Linked DNA regions of Rattus norvegicus: regions 2 and 3 are each linked to region 1. A link is a contact called in public Hi-C data. All regions are on one chromosome and are shown on one strand. The core of a region is the stretch at or near the end of the contact, and the rest is flanking DNA. Distances in the headings are between cores, read along the strand shown.

Region 1 (4,694 bases), core at 1,424-3,923:
TTGTTGGGGGAAGTATGTCAGTGTCCGGGTGGGCTTTGAGGTCTCCTAGTTAAGCTCCATCAATGTGGAATTCTGGCTGCCTGCAGAAGACAGTCTCCTGGCTGTTTTCCAATCAAGATGTAAAACTTCCAGCTCTTTCTCCAGCACCACGTCTGTCTGCATGCTGCCATGCTTCCTGCTGTGATGATCATAGACTGAACCTCTATAACTGTAAGCCAGCCCCAATTCAATGTTTTGTTTTATAAGAGTTGCCTTGGTCATGGTGTCTCTTCCCAGCAATAAAACCCCAAGACAAAGATTTTTCTTAGATTCATTTAATGGTATGAAGTTGAAACACATAGTTGTTGAAATTTTTGAGAGAGCAGGTATGTAGTAGCCAGTGGTACTTTGTACAGAAACAATAATCCAAAGGAGGAGGAAACCCTTGTATCCCTAGGGGAGTGTGTGGTCCTTTTGGAAAAAGACTTCCAGAGAAAATTCTAGCAAGCTACTCCTTGCATAGAACCTTCTTAGAACAGACACTACCGGTGATACCCACACTCTGCATACACTATTTAAAAATCCCTCCATGGAATACATAGAATTATATCTTCATCTTACAAATGAGGAACCGAGACCAAAGCCAGGAGCTTTAAAGCAAAAGCCCAAGCCTTAAGGTCACCTAGCTCATGAATGGCAGAGCTGGGAATTAAACCCAAATGGTTGGTGCAAATCACCTTCACTAATGCTAGAGAACAAAACCGCATTGCAGACATTTCTCCACCAAGAAGAACTGGGCTTGAGTTGCTGGTGCAGATCAGAGCTGAAGAGTGCGGGAAGTGTTGACACAGTGTTTCTCCAAACAAAGGAGAATTGGCAGTCAAAGGAGTAAACTGTAGGACACCAAGAAGGCACCAAAGAGGGTGGTGGTGGTGGTGGTGATGATGGGATAAGACCTACCTGTGCAAAACAGAAGCATGAAGTAACATTTCTAATAGAATTGAATGTAGACCTCCCATTAAACAGACTTTATACCAGGACACACACAGAGAAACACACACACACAGGCACACACATACACACAGAGACACACACGTATGCACAGAGAGACACACAGGCACACATCTAGAGGTGCTGAGGGGATGGGTTGACAGACAGTTGTACAAGTGGTTGAAAAGTACAGAGAAACACAAGTACACACAGAGACACAAGTGCACACACAGAGACACACAAGGGTACATATACAGAGATACGTAGTCACACCGAGGCGCACTTGCACACGCTCACAAACACATGCAGATGCACATGTGGGGTTGCGCCACTTTGAAAAGTCGCTAGTTTCACCTCCTTGGCTGACTGCATTACAAGTGCTGATGCAGTGCTCCGTGGAGAGGCCTCATGGTAGACGAGGGATCACTATCAGCACGCCTGTTCCCATGTCTTCCTTCTTGAAAATTTGCTTTCATAGAGCAGAAACTGCAAAGCGTAAGGCTGAAAGCATTCAGGGCAGTAAGAAGTGCAGACCAAGACTCAGGGGATTCGGGTGGACAGAGTGGGGACAGGTAGAGAGTGTGTCTGGATGATATGTGGCTATGCAAAGAGGGTAATTAATTCAAGCATCGACTGGGAAAATCTTGGTTTAACACGTGGAGACAGAAGCTTGCTCTAGGTGGGCAGAAGTTGGGATCTCTGCGATGCAGCATGTGAGAAAATTCTAGAAAACTGGGTTAGGAATAGGTGACTGGGGATCAAGGTGTTTACAAATGTCTGACACGCTGTGTTTACTTTTCAGGTGATAGAATCTACTGGGAGTTCATATTAGGACACCTACTATGTTTCGGGGCACACGACAGGTAGAATGCTTTCTGTAAGTAATAAAGAAGAGAAAAATGGCACAAAGTTATTAAACAGTTGCTATATACTAGGCACATAACAAGCCTTTTAACCACTCGTGTAATTGTCAACACATCCCCTCAGCTCCTCTAAGTGTATCAGTTCTACATGAAGAAACCCAATCTCAGGGAAGCCACATGCTCAATGCTCGTGCTCAACACGATGAGAAGACTGAAAAATGAGGCAAGAAGGAAGCAAAAGACTACCATTGTTTTTCAGACAGGAAGCTGTGGTAGGCCCGACTTAGCAGAGGATCAGGGCGACTCAGAATAAGGAAGCATTCCAAGATGGAATCCTTAGGCATCTTTACAGCCTTGATGGAAGAATTCTGGGAGAGTGAAGGCTCAAGGTGGTTCATCCTTCTAGTTTTCATTTCTGGAAAGAAACGGAACTCTGAAAAGAAACTGCCGAGTGAGGCAGAAATCTGGGCTCCCAAGATCCTACAAAACAGCCAGCAGACCTGATATGCAAGGTGAGCCGTGGGACACAGGCGCCTGTCACTTTCCCTGTCTCTGGATTATGCTGGCAATTCCAAGGCTCTCTGAGATTCCTTTCTGTGTTTACATCATTTATCAGGGAAGGACTGTTAATGACTAATCTGTGTCCATGAGGCAGAGAGCCAAGAGAGAGATGTTGTAGTTTATGCCGGAAGGCCGCCTGTGGTCACCCAGGCTTCTACTCCAGTCCCTCCTCCTCCTCCTCCTCCTCCTCCTCCTCCTCCTCCTCCTCCTCCTCCTCCTCCTCCTCCTCCTCCTCCTCCTCCTCAGCCCTCTGTCTCCTCATCTCACCCCAGAGCAGAACTGAGTTCTGAGCGTCTACAGCGAAAGTGCTGGGCTTTGGAAAGGAGACCTGGGCTCCGAATCCTCTCAGGGCCTTGGACGTCTCTGACCCAAAACAATCCAAGTAAGTACTCAGTCATCTGGCAGTGGGAATGTGTCTCTCAAGGTAGCAGAGAAAGAACATTGCTCGCGCGCTGCTCTTAGACACCTGCGATTTTAGTCAATGAACGAACTTCAGACTTAGCAGATTGATGTAAAAAAAAAGTGCTGAGGCACCAGTAGAGAAGGCGACTCTAAAGATGAGAGGCCAAGCTGCTTTCTTATTGAACAATACTTGATAAGCATCCCTGCCAAATTCTGGTCCCCCAGAGGGCAGCGCTGCAAATAGTGGGTTAAAAAAAGGGAGGGCTCAACACTGATTCTACAGAAAATCTGATGTATGCTGTGAGCTGCCTTTTGGCATGTTGCCAAATTTCCGGGTCCCTTTGTCAGGTGACCATGGATTGAAGAAACGACTACGGAGCCCATGCTTGAGAGGCATTAAGATTTTCCTTAGCTGAGTAGCTTCAAAGTGCCTTCTCTTTAAGCTTCAGCCATACTCTTGCCCATTGCCTCCTGCCTTCTAATCAGAGAAATATTAAAAAGAGAAAAATCCTGAGGAAGAACTTCATTATTAAAGCACCCCTGTGGGAAAGCCATAGGTAAGGCCTGCTTGTCTGCTCACTGCTACAGTGACACAGGCAGGTGAGGAACTTGGGTAATTCCTCCTAATGGGGCTTTTATTTAGAAAGGAGGGCCTCGGGGATAACTGATGACTTGCTTCAGATTCTTAGTGTGAGCAAGTCCCACCTGTGCTCTGGAGATCCAATGTTGTCATTGATGTCCTCTTAGAGACACTGTAGCCATGCTGAAGACAGACTGGGCTGGGAATCATTAACCTCAAGTTGATAAGAAAATGAGGAAGGGAAGATGAATCGGTTTATGGTGTAGATTATGATGATGACTGAATACCTTTTTTATGTCAACCACACCTTCATAAAGTGGCATGTGCACGTGTGTGTGTGTGTGTGTGTGTGTGTGTGTGTGTGTGTGTGTGTGTGTGCTCTTTTCCCTTAAAAGATAGTCGGGAAGCTGTCTTGTGCTCATGGCTTTGGTTTTCTAAAACGATAGATAATGTTCACCTCTGAGTCCCTTCCTCGCCCCCCCCCAAATGGTGGACCTGTGCCATTTGCACCCTGGACACTTCTGTTTTGCTGACCATGTTGCAACAGTACTGATGTAACTCCCAATTCATGGATGAAGTTCTAGACAGGACGGAGCTTTGTCTCCAGACACCCTTTTGCAATATCTCAAGCAGTGTTTCACACACACAGTTCTCTTGCAGAGGGAGAAAGAACATGGTACCATCCTTGGCTTGACTCCAAGATTAGGGCAAACTGTACAGGATATGTAGCAGTTATAAGGCCCAAGGACCCTGTAAGGAAAAGAGAAGGGGTGTGTGTGTGTGTGTGTGTGTGTGTGTGTGTGTATGTGTGTGTGTGTGTGAGAGAGAGAGAGAGTGAGAGACAGAGAGAGACAGAGAGAGACAGAGATAGAGAGACAGAGACAGAGAGAGATAGGGAGACAGAGACAGAGAAAGAGAGATAGAGAGACAGAGACAGAGAGACAGAGACAGAGAGAGATAGAGAGACAGAGACAGAGAAAGACAGAGATAGAGAGACAGAGACAGAGAAAGACAGAGACAGAGAAAGAGAGGCAGAGAGAGACAGAGGCAGAGAGACAGAGAAACAGAGAGAAAGAGGCGAAACTAACTTTAGTTCCATGTCTACTAAATGTCCCAGGTTTTACATAAGCCACCTATTCCCTTCTCACAAGAGCATTCTGTGGTGTGGAAGTCTTGTGAGTACCCATTTTACAGACAAGAAAAACAAGGCTCAAAGAGGATGAGTTCCCTCCCCATGGACAGAGAGCTAAGAAGGAGCAGGACTTGGTTGGAGTGTGGCTCTGTTCTTGCTCCCTGATCTTGTTGAGGTCTGGGAAAAA
Region 2 (4,694 bases), core at 692-3,191, 39 kb after region 1:
GGCCCCTGTGAGCAGCAGGTACACATATGTCATGCACATATAGATGTTAGCAAGAGACCCATATCCATGCCATAAAAATAAAGATCAGCTTTTTTGTTTGTTCTTTGAGACAGGATTTCTCCAAGTAGACCTAGCTTTCCTAGAACTTGCTCTGTAGACCAGGCGGGCCTTGAACTCATGGAAATCCACCTGCCTCTGCCTTCCTAGTGCTAGAATTACAGGTGCATGCCACCACCACCTTGGCTCAATCGTTTATTTTTTTTCTAATGAGGAAATAAAGGCAGAAAATAGCTTATGTATCACAGAGCTTGCAAATAGCAAGAAAGACTGGATTTATTAAATTTATTTATCTTGTTTTTGGCTACTGGGCCTCAATATCATAAGTTGCATGGCTTAAACAACAAAATGTACTGACTTAGAGTTCTGAAGACCAGAAGTTTAAAATCAGGGTGTCAGTAGGGTTTGATCCTCCTGGGACTCCTGGGAAGGAATCCTTCTAGATCTTTCTGTTTGGGTTATCAAAGCCATGTTTTGTCTTTTTGCTTCATTTTCCATCCACAGGATGTGTCCCTTCCCTGCCCCCTTCACAAGGACATGAGCCATAGTGGAATCTCTAAATAAGGTCGCACTGTAAGGTCCTCGGGGATAGGATCTCAACATATGAACTGGAATGTGGACAGGACCATTCTTCACATATTACTTAGATACAAACCCATTTTTCCAGGTCCATAGTAGGCTTCTCATGCCATTACAAATGCATATTGGTTACTAAAGAAAGATCCATCAGCGTGGCGTTTGACCTCTAACCAGTCTTAGAGGCAGTGAGCAGAAATTTACCCTCTAAAAGTTCTTAGGCTGGGAGAGATCTCCCCAAAATGTTTATCTAAGACACCAGTTTCCAGCTTACTAGGCAATTTGGCATTGAGGACTTTTCTCATAAACATTTACAAATATTCCGCTCAGCAATGGAGTTAATCAGTAAACCACACCAACCTCTGGCCCCTGTCACTTCTTACCTCGGCTCCTTCTCAGTTGCCGTGAGGAAGCTAAGGATGGTGATGCAGTTTCAGGGTTTAGAAAATCCAATTCAGATTAGCCTTCAACACAGCCACCGGCTGTCAGGATTCGCGTCCGACAGGATGAGTTCGAAGCCGGCTAAAGGTAGGCCGCTCTGCCCCTTGTCCTTGTGTGGGCTTTCCTACCACGTTGGGGAAATACAGGGGTATTTAGTTAGAGGTCAAAACCGTCACTCTCTGTCCAAGGGAGACCCAGGCAAGCCGAGAAGACTGGAGATGTGAGGGGTTGGTTTCTGTAGTTCTAGATACGTGAGTATATTATAGGGATAGTAGGCCAACCTGGTGCTATTCCTTCAAGTCAGTCAAATGTTAACGTGGATGTCCGTGGACACTTGAAGAAAGTTAAAGTGTGCTGCTCAATACTGCGTCTTTAATATGCCGAGCCTCCGTGTCACTGAATTCTGACACTTGTCCGGTGTCTTGGGATCAACATTAAAAACAGGAGTAGAATCAAGAAAACATCAATGCACCTACCCAGAAGTAAAGGTAGATTTGTTTTGTGGAGTTTGGATTCAGTCACCATGCGTATGTGCAAGGGTCATGATGAAAACTGCAATGCAGACTATAGCATGTGGTAAAAAGTAATAACCCGAAAAAAAGGGAGAAATAGAGATTCAGTGGACTAGTTTTGTCCCATGCTTCTTCCAGTGTTTTCTAGTAAGTAAGACAGATAAAAATTGAGATTTACACTGAGGATACTTATTTTTCTCTGAGTTAAAATATATTTTACCACAAAAAGACAGTGTTATTTTCCTCAAAGCATAGACCCATCTTTCTAAACTTCCACCAAGAATTAAATGCTAATCATTTCCCCAGTAACTTCCACAGCGTGCTTACTTTTGGTCACAGGCTTGGCAGCAATCCATCTTACTTAAGAGTGGTGTCGCAAAGTGGCTGACACTGTATTTAGAAATGGAAATTACTGACATGGCTCGGGAAGCGAATTTTCTACCCCCTTCTAGTTAACGCACACTTATTTAATGTTTAGCATGCGCCAGGCTCTGTGTCCAGAGCCAGAAATGGTAGAAGAGGGACTATAGTCTAATGTTTCCCTCAGAGGGTTCACCGACTAACCACAACAGCCACAAAGCAGGGTGTACCGAATGTTTGCTCTGTGTGCAGGACGCAATTTACATTCCCTGCCTTAGTCCTTCCTTACAGCCTCTGACCTTACTGGCTCACTACTCCAGCTTTATGGAGGCAGAAACAGAGGCTATAAGAAGTTCAATGTCATCCCCACGTCCATAAGTTTAGCAATTTGCGGGTGAACTGAGTCCAGATCTGTCTCCTGGTCTGTGCAGTACAGACCGGTTTCTCATTACCACCTCGAGTTCAGTGTGGAAGATAAAGGTCGTGAGCAAATCCGGCTAATTATTCATGTTTCTGATAAGTGCTATATTAGAAGTGTGTACAGAGGTTAGGAGAGATTAGTTCTACCTGGGGGAACTGGGACAGGCCTCATGAAGGAGGTCATCAGCTGACACAGTCGGGAGGAACACCTATGTCCCAAGACCTGGCACAGGGAATGGCAAACAGCCTCACAAATGAAGCCATGTCCTTTGGCTAAGAAGCCATGGCTTAGAAAACAAAGTATGTGTTAAAGCCAAGTTCCCGCTCCATTCAGTTCCACAGATACGCATTGAACATTTGCTGGGCTTAGAACTGCATCGGAGGTAAATTAAAACAACAAGACAAAACAACAACAACAACAACAACAACAAAACCAGGGGGCGAGGAGACTTTGCTCCAGATACCAACCTAACTACAGTGCGGCAAATGTCACCATGAACACGTGAACCTATTTTCTGTTCATAAACTCCCTAGAGCTGTCCTGTTGAATATGACGGTCATTAGCCATTTATGATTATGTAATTAAGATTTTTAATTACTGAAGATTAAATACATCTAAAACATTTTTTCTTAGAGTTTTACTAACCGCATCCAATATCCTCACGTGGCTAATGGCCGTCATATTGTAAGTATGAGACCCTCCTTTCAACTCAGAAAGTTCCTCAGGATGGCAGTCTATGAAAAGGCAGAGGCTTCTATCCAGAAGTTGGCTTTCTGGGAGAGCATTTCCTAAACTCTCCTGGAGTTTCTCATCCAAAGGATCTAAACTCCAGTGCTCTAAATTACAGCTGATCCATTTCAACCCCCTCCACACCTCTCTAGCACATAAAAATCTACTGCTGGGCAGAATGTCTTTGCTGAGATTTACGTCTTACTCCTACCTGTCTAAGTCCTTGAGACTTTTAGAGTCTCAGGTTGCTTTTGCCCTGTCTTTGACATCTCTGCCCCCCCCAAGAGAAACAGAAGGAAGGCTGAGCATTTTCTGTCTTGTTCATCATGTGTTCAATGTGTGCCAGACAGCAAGTGTCCGTCATATATGACGAAATGCATGTCGCAAAGCCGATGTCATTAGAACAGACTGTCTGTGAGAGTGATTGTCAATTGGTTGTTACTAACATCACGAATTTTCTAAGATCTTCAGAGTCAACCCTCTTTCTCAACAACTGTGCTTTAAGCTAAGAATTATGGTCCACAGAAATTGTAACAGATCAAGTGCAGGGAGTTAAGACTCATAGTCAGTTATGTAGGAGAAGTTGCTCTGGTCCAACCATTTAGAAAATGTCGGCTGTACTGTTTCTTCATTTTTATATTGTCTGGATACTTACCGCTGTGCTCTGTGGTTATGGGAGGACCTGTGAAATGCTAGACGTGGCTATTACTTGAGCGTTAGTTTGTATCGCTGCATACTATTCCCATGTTTTGCAATGTTTTACTTTTTGAGCATAAAATCACTGATAGCCTTGGAAAAGGTATACGTGTGTGCGTGTGTGTATGTGTGTGTATGTGTATGCATGTGTGTGTGTGTGTGTGTGTGTGTGTGTGTGTGCCCACGAGTGTGCACAAGCTTGAGTGCCTGTGGAGGCCAGAGGTCAACCTCAGGTGTTTTAGGTACTGTCACTGGTTCTGCTTGGTTCTTCAGGGTTTTCTTGTGATAAGGTCTCTCACTGGCTCCGTGTTTGTCAAGTAGGCCGTCTGGCCAGTGAGCCTCAGGCTCCTTCTTGTCTCTGAGTTCTTACCTGGGCTTACTAGCAACCCAGAATCAAGAAGAACCATGGAGTTATCCTGGCTTTTTGACATGGTTCTGAGGAATGGAGGTCTTCACCCGTGTGTGGCAGGTCCTTGACTGCCTAGGCCATCTCCTAACCCACCCTGTGTTTTATTTTAATTGCATCCAGGGATACATATGATGTTGATGCCATAAACTGACCTGAGTTGGGGCTCTGTTTTGTTTTCCTTGATTATGGAGATATTTGCTTTCCTGAAGTTATCTTCAGAGATGTCCATCTGTCACGTGAGGAGGAAACGTTAACCATTTCCCTGGATTCTATGGAGTTCAGATTCTGGCGCTAATTGGGTCTTTGACCTTGTGATAATAGGAAGCAGGGCTCAGGGTGGAGGGGGACTCGAGAGAACATGCTAGAAGGCAGAATCTAGGAAAAATGGGAAACCAATGTTGTAACTTTTCAGTTCTTTACATTTTTATTTGCTTCTGGATTTATAGTCATATTATATGATTATGAAAGGGATTGGGGTTTTGCTTACATTTTA
Region 3 (4,694 bases), core at 691-3,190, 35 kb before region 1:
TCCCACTGAGGCCTAACCAGGCAGTCCAGGTAGGGGAAGTAGTTCGTTCCATTGGCAGGAAACAGAGACTGAGACGGCTCCCATTCTACTTGTGAGGGGAACCACATGAAAACAAAGCTGCACATGTGTATAAATGTGTAGGGGTCTAGGTCCAGCTCCTGCACGATCCCTGGTTAGTGGCCCAGGCTCTGTTGAGCCCCCATGGTTTCAGGTTAGTTGACTCTGTGTGTCCTTTTGTGGTGTCCTTGTGACTTTCAATCATTACAGAAAGAAACACTGTACTCATTAATAGTCATCCTTCCCTTCCCTACCTACTTCCTGTACCTATGGGTTTGCCCATTGTGGCCACTTCATATAATTAGCCTTCAATAAAGTACGGCCTTTTGTGTATGGCTTTTTTCACTTAGCATGGCTTTGAGGTTCATCTATATACTACAGCCATTTCCAAAGGAACAGTATTTCACTATATGAATACACTGTGCATTATTTTTATGCATCAGTTGATAGGAATTGGGTTTATTTCTACTTTTTGGACATTCGAAACAATGCCTATATCCTGCCTCTTTAAGGAAACTTTTGACTCTTGTTTCATGGGGCTTTTTCAATGTTTCAAATGGTAGAAACGTCTCATTGGCTCCCCGCAATTAATGGGATGTTATTAAAATAGAAGATTATGGGGGCTGGGGGGATGGCTCAGTGGGTAAGGGTTCTTGCTTTGCAAGTGTAATGAGTTTGAATCCCCAGAGCTCCCATAAAATGCCACGTGTGGCTGTGCATGCCCGTAACCTCAGTGTTGGTTGGACATGGGCTGAGGCAGATGGATACTGAGAATTAGATCCTGAGAGCTTGTAGGACAGTTAGGTTATCTGAAACAGAGAGCTCTTGGTTCAGTAAAAGACTTTGCCTCAAGGCAGTAAGACAGAGTGGTACAAGAAGACACTGATGCCTTGTTCTGGCTTCTGTGTGGCATGTGAATACATGGGTATGTGTCAACATGATTGTGCAGACTACACATACACTGTGCATACACACATCCTCTCTCTCTCTCTCTCTCTCTCTCTCTCTCTCTCTCTCACACACACACACACACACACACACACACACACACACACACACACAGAGTGGGTCATGGTTCATTTTTCCCATAAAAAGCTGGTCCTCAATATACCCTCAAACCGTCTTCAGTTTGTTTCTTTAGATGTCTCCTGTGTGTCTGCCTCACTGGGCTTCTATCTGCTGCTCAAGCAAATGGTTGGGTTCCATTCAGGGCCTTCCAGTGTGAATCCCGTCTTTTCCATGCAGAGCCCGGGGGTGGAGGGGATCGTTTGTGTGTCCCTTTGATTGCTACATCTGTGGCACAAAATTGTGCCTGACAGATTGATCGGCATTCATTAAATATATGTAACATGAGCGAGCGAACATGTTTCTACACCAAGTGGGCTGGCTCAGCCTATCTAAAACCACCAGATTTCTTTGTGTTTGGCTGGAAATACGCCTTGTACCATGAGTCGCATCCAGGCTGATCAAAAGTTCTCATGAGCATAGATAGGCCTTTGACCAGGCTTGTCAGTTAGATCCATTTCAAAAAACACAGAAACAATTATGTAATGCATCAATATATTTTGGTAGGGGAAAAAAAAAGGGCTGAAAGCCTAGGATTTATGGGAGGGAGACTATGGGGGAAACAAGGGGGATGCTTGGTGAGGAGATGCTTGGGGTCAACTGCTCCAAATTTCCATCTAAGAGGGTCTTGGGGGATTTGGGTAATTACTGAGAAATTCCAGGAAGAGGAGCTTCATTGGAAACAAATGTTTATCAGTACATACCATTTGCTGGGCTGTTCAAAGGTTCCTGATGCAATTCATGTTGGCAGCTCCTGTATTAAACTGAGGCAGCAGAGAGTGGCAAAGGTTTTATTTATCTCCTGTTATTATCTGTTGACTTTCGAAAGGCCCAGTAGCGGGTAGCTATAGATTAGTTAATCTATTGGGAAGGGTGAAGCAATGTCTTGGGAGGCCCGAGGTTCCATCAGCCCCCTTTTCGTGGTAGTCTCTCTGACCAGAGACCAGGGAACAAAAGAGCAGACTCAAAACTTGTACTAAATAAAGTCTGGCTGAGGTAAGCAGAAATTTCTGGTTTGAGAGAAATACTAACTGTTCTCAGTTCAAAGCCGACCTTTGACCCTTGTGTCATCCCTGTCACTACTGCAACATGCTGAGACAGGTATGATCTTTCCTTTGACGAGAGATGAAGACACATGGAGGTTAAATAATTTCCTCAAGGACGCACACATTTGGCAGAAGACCTGGGAGTCAAATCTTAATCATCCTTGACTATGAAAGTCATTGGCTTTTCTCTAAACGACGGTGCATCCAAGTGGGAAACCGTCTCCAAGGCCTCGTCATTCCTGTCCCTTGGCATTCACCAATGATTGATGATGACAGCATATTCAGTGGGTGCTGTCTAGGAATAGCAGGTATAGCCCTCGAGCTTCTGGAGTATTTGAAAGCACACATATTTAAAGGAAAAGAAATTCTTGCATTTGCGGAGAAATAAAGACAGTAAAACGTAATGTTCATTTTTTAAGGGTGGTGAGTGTGGTGAGAAAAATGTAGAACAAGTAAAGGGGGCTTGGAAACACCCAGAGGCAAGTTCAAGATCGGTGGTCATGGATGGCAACCCTGGCACAAAAGCTTAGAGGAGATGTAGACGCCCTGGATGACATTTTTGATGTAGAAAGGAGAAAGGCGAAGGCTCTGAGGTAGAAACACTCTTTGAAGGTGAGAGACACCAAGCAGAGCGCTCTTACTAGAAACCTAAGCACAGAGGGGAGAGTGGTGGGTGGTGAGCTGAGGTCAAAGCAAGGCTGTGGGTGGCGCTGTACAGAAAGACACTACTTCCTCCAGGCAACCGAGGAAGCCTCAGACAGGGTTGGGAAGATAAATAATAGAATCCAGATTACTACTGAAAAGATCCCCTGGCTGAGTGAGGGTGGGAAGGAAGGAAGGGCAGGGCACAGTCTTCAGAAATGAGCGCTCGCAGTTAAAATCAGGTGGTAGCCATGCTGGTAGAAGGCAGCGGTGGAATTTGGATAAAATTTGCTAAGGGACTGGAGGGCCCCATTCTTGAAAGGGGTCCATCTCTCTTCCTGGACTGAATCCACTAAGCACAAGGCCACAAGGGAATGGAGGGTTCCAGAATTTTCCCAATATATGTAATATATTAACAAGTAGTTCATGGTCAGAGAAGACATTGAAACACTACAAAGCAGTTTATCAAAAACAGTCCATTAAAAGGCATAGTCTTTAAAGAACAAAAATCAGAATCTGATTCCTTTAGGCCCTCTGCTTGGGCCATTCTTGAGACTATGGTCAATAGAGCCCTTGGACTCTCTGAACCTTCATTTCTTTTGCTGTGAAATATCAATTATTCTTCTGCCCTGATTCTGAGGCAATAAATGGGACTTCCATGGGAACAGTGGCTTTGTTTGGAATACTACTGGCCGAGGCACTTAGTAGGTTCTTAGTAAATGAGTGTTGGTATGACTAAATGAAAGAGATGTTCTCAGAGACATTTGAGAAAAATACGTAGATCTATGCCAGGTTAATCATTAGTGAATAAGGCGGCTGTTGAGGCAGGCAGCTTGTGGCAGGGCCTGAATTCACAAGGTAATTACTTTGCTTCAACTCTTCCTGTCATTTCTGGTTCTTCATGTAATGGAATAACAAAGATGCTTCCTCCGAGTTTCTAGCCCCTGGTGCCCAACACACACTTTCATTAGCCAACAGCATCTGGATAGCTGACATAAGAGCGGTTTGATGAACATAATTTTTGAACGTAAGAACATCTGTTCCCTTACCGGCTTCATTAGAGAGCCTCTCCACACCATGTATCTGATCTGTGATAAGACTCACAGTAAGAACTACAGGTGCAGAAACTAGGGAACTCCAGGTCTGAACTCTGCTGGGCGGCAGGGTCAAGTGCTTAGGACTGGGGACAGCCATTCCCTTGCAGGAAGCATTAGCCATCCTCCATCCCACTGCAAACTCTCCCGCTCCCTCCCGGGTCCATTTACCTCATATATGATCTCTGATACCTGTTTTGTGGAAGGGAATGTTACATGCAGAGGACGAGGAGTGCGACAGCACCCCTGCTCCTGTGATCATCACATGACCGCAGTGGGAAAAATAATGTGATCAGGACGGTGTTTCTGCGAGAAAACCCTTGAGCCTCTGGTTCAAACTCTAGCATGAAAAAAGTGACACTGGCAACATTCAACCTTTCCTTGACATTATATGACTAGATTAATGTAAACAAATGCTTGAGGGACTGTCTTTAAGTTTTCTAGATTTCCAGGTCCTTTGCTTTAACTACTGCTAAAAAAATATGTAAATATCTAAATATCTGGACTAATAACACATTTTAACGTTTAAAAATTTTACATGTATTCTTTGGAAATTTCATATATAGACAACATAGTTTGATCATATCCACACTCTATTTCCTCCTCCAACTTCTCTTGGGTCCTCCCCTTATCACGCTCCTTCCCAACTTCATTTCCTCCTACTCTTCTTCCTCCTCCTTCTTGTCTTTCTAACTTTCCTTCTTAAACATCCACATTGGGTCTAATTAGTGCTATCCATATGTACATGATTGAGCCATCCACTGGGGTCTGGGCAGCCGACTAGGGGCAA

What was found. A called contact is a pair of places that touch in the nucleus more often than the background predicts.
Region 2: a Hi-C map of kidney shows a contact between it and region 1, with 4 times the contacts expected there. The contact joins the enhancer-like site here to the promoter of Nr1h4 in region 1. A contact is called at or near these places in 2 of 12 Hi-C or Micro-C datasets (kidney and liver).
Region 3: a Hi-C map of liver shows a contact between it and region 1, with 3 times the contacts expected there. The contact joins the enhancer-like site here to the promoter of Nr1h4 in region 1. A contact is called at or near these places in 3 of 12 Hi-C or Micro-C datasets (kidney and liver).

Annotation. Positions count from the first base shown.
Region 1 is chr7:25,827,368-25,832,061 of GRCr8, reverse strand. It overlaps Nr1h4 (nuclear receptor subfamily 1, group H, member 4), which reads left to right and starts at 2,673. Exons shown (of 10, transcript NM_021745.1): 1 at 2,673-2,775.
Region 2 is chr7:25,787,143-25,791,836 of GRCr8, reverse strand. All of the region lies in intron 2 of Nr1h4 (nuclear receptor subfamily 1, group H, member 4), which reads left to right. Among named protein-coding and RNA genes, the nearest start is that of Nr1h4, 40 kb to the left of the region's middle. Within about 2 kb of position 1,941, at least 5 of the 93 cell types and tissues checked have an H3K27ac peak or open chromatin away from gene starts, as enhancers often do. A contact at or near this core is called in kidney and liver, where this site is marked.
Region 3 is chr7:25,862,132-25,866,825 of GRCr8, reverse strand. No RefSeq gene overlaps it. Among named protein-coding and RNA genes, the nearest start is that of Nr1h4, 35 kb to the right of the region's middle. Within about 2 kb of position 1,940, at least 1 of the 93 cell types and tissues checked has an H3K27ac peak or open chromatin away from gene starts, as enhancers often do. A contact at or near this core is called in liver, where this site is marked.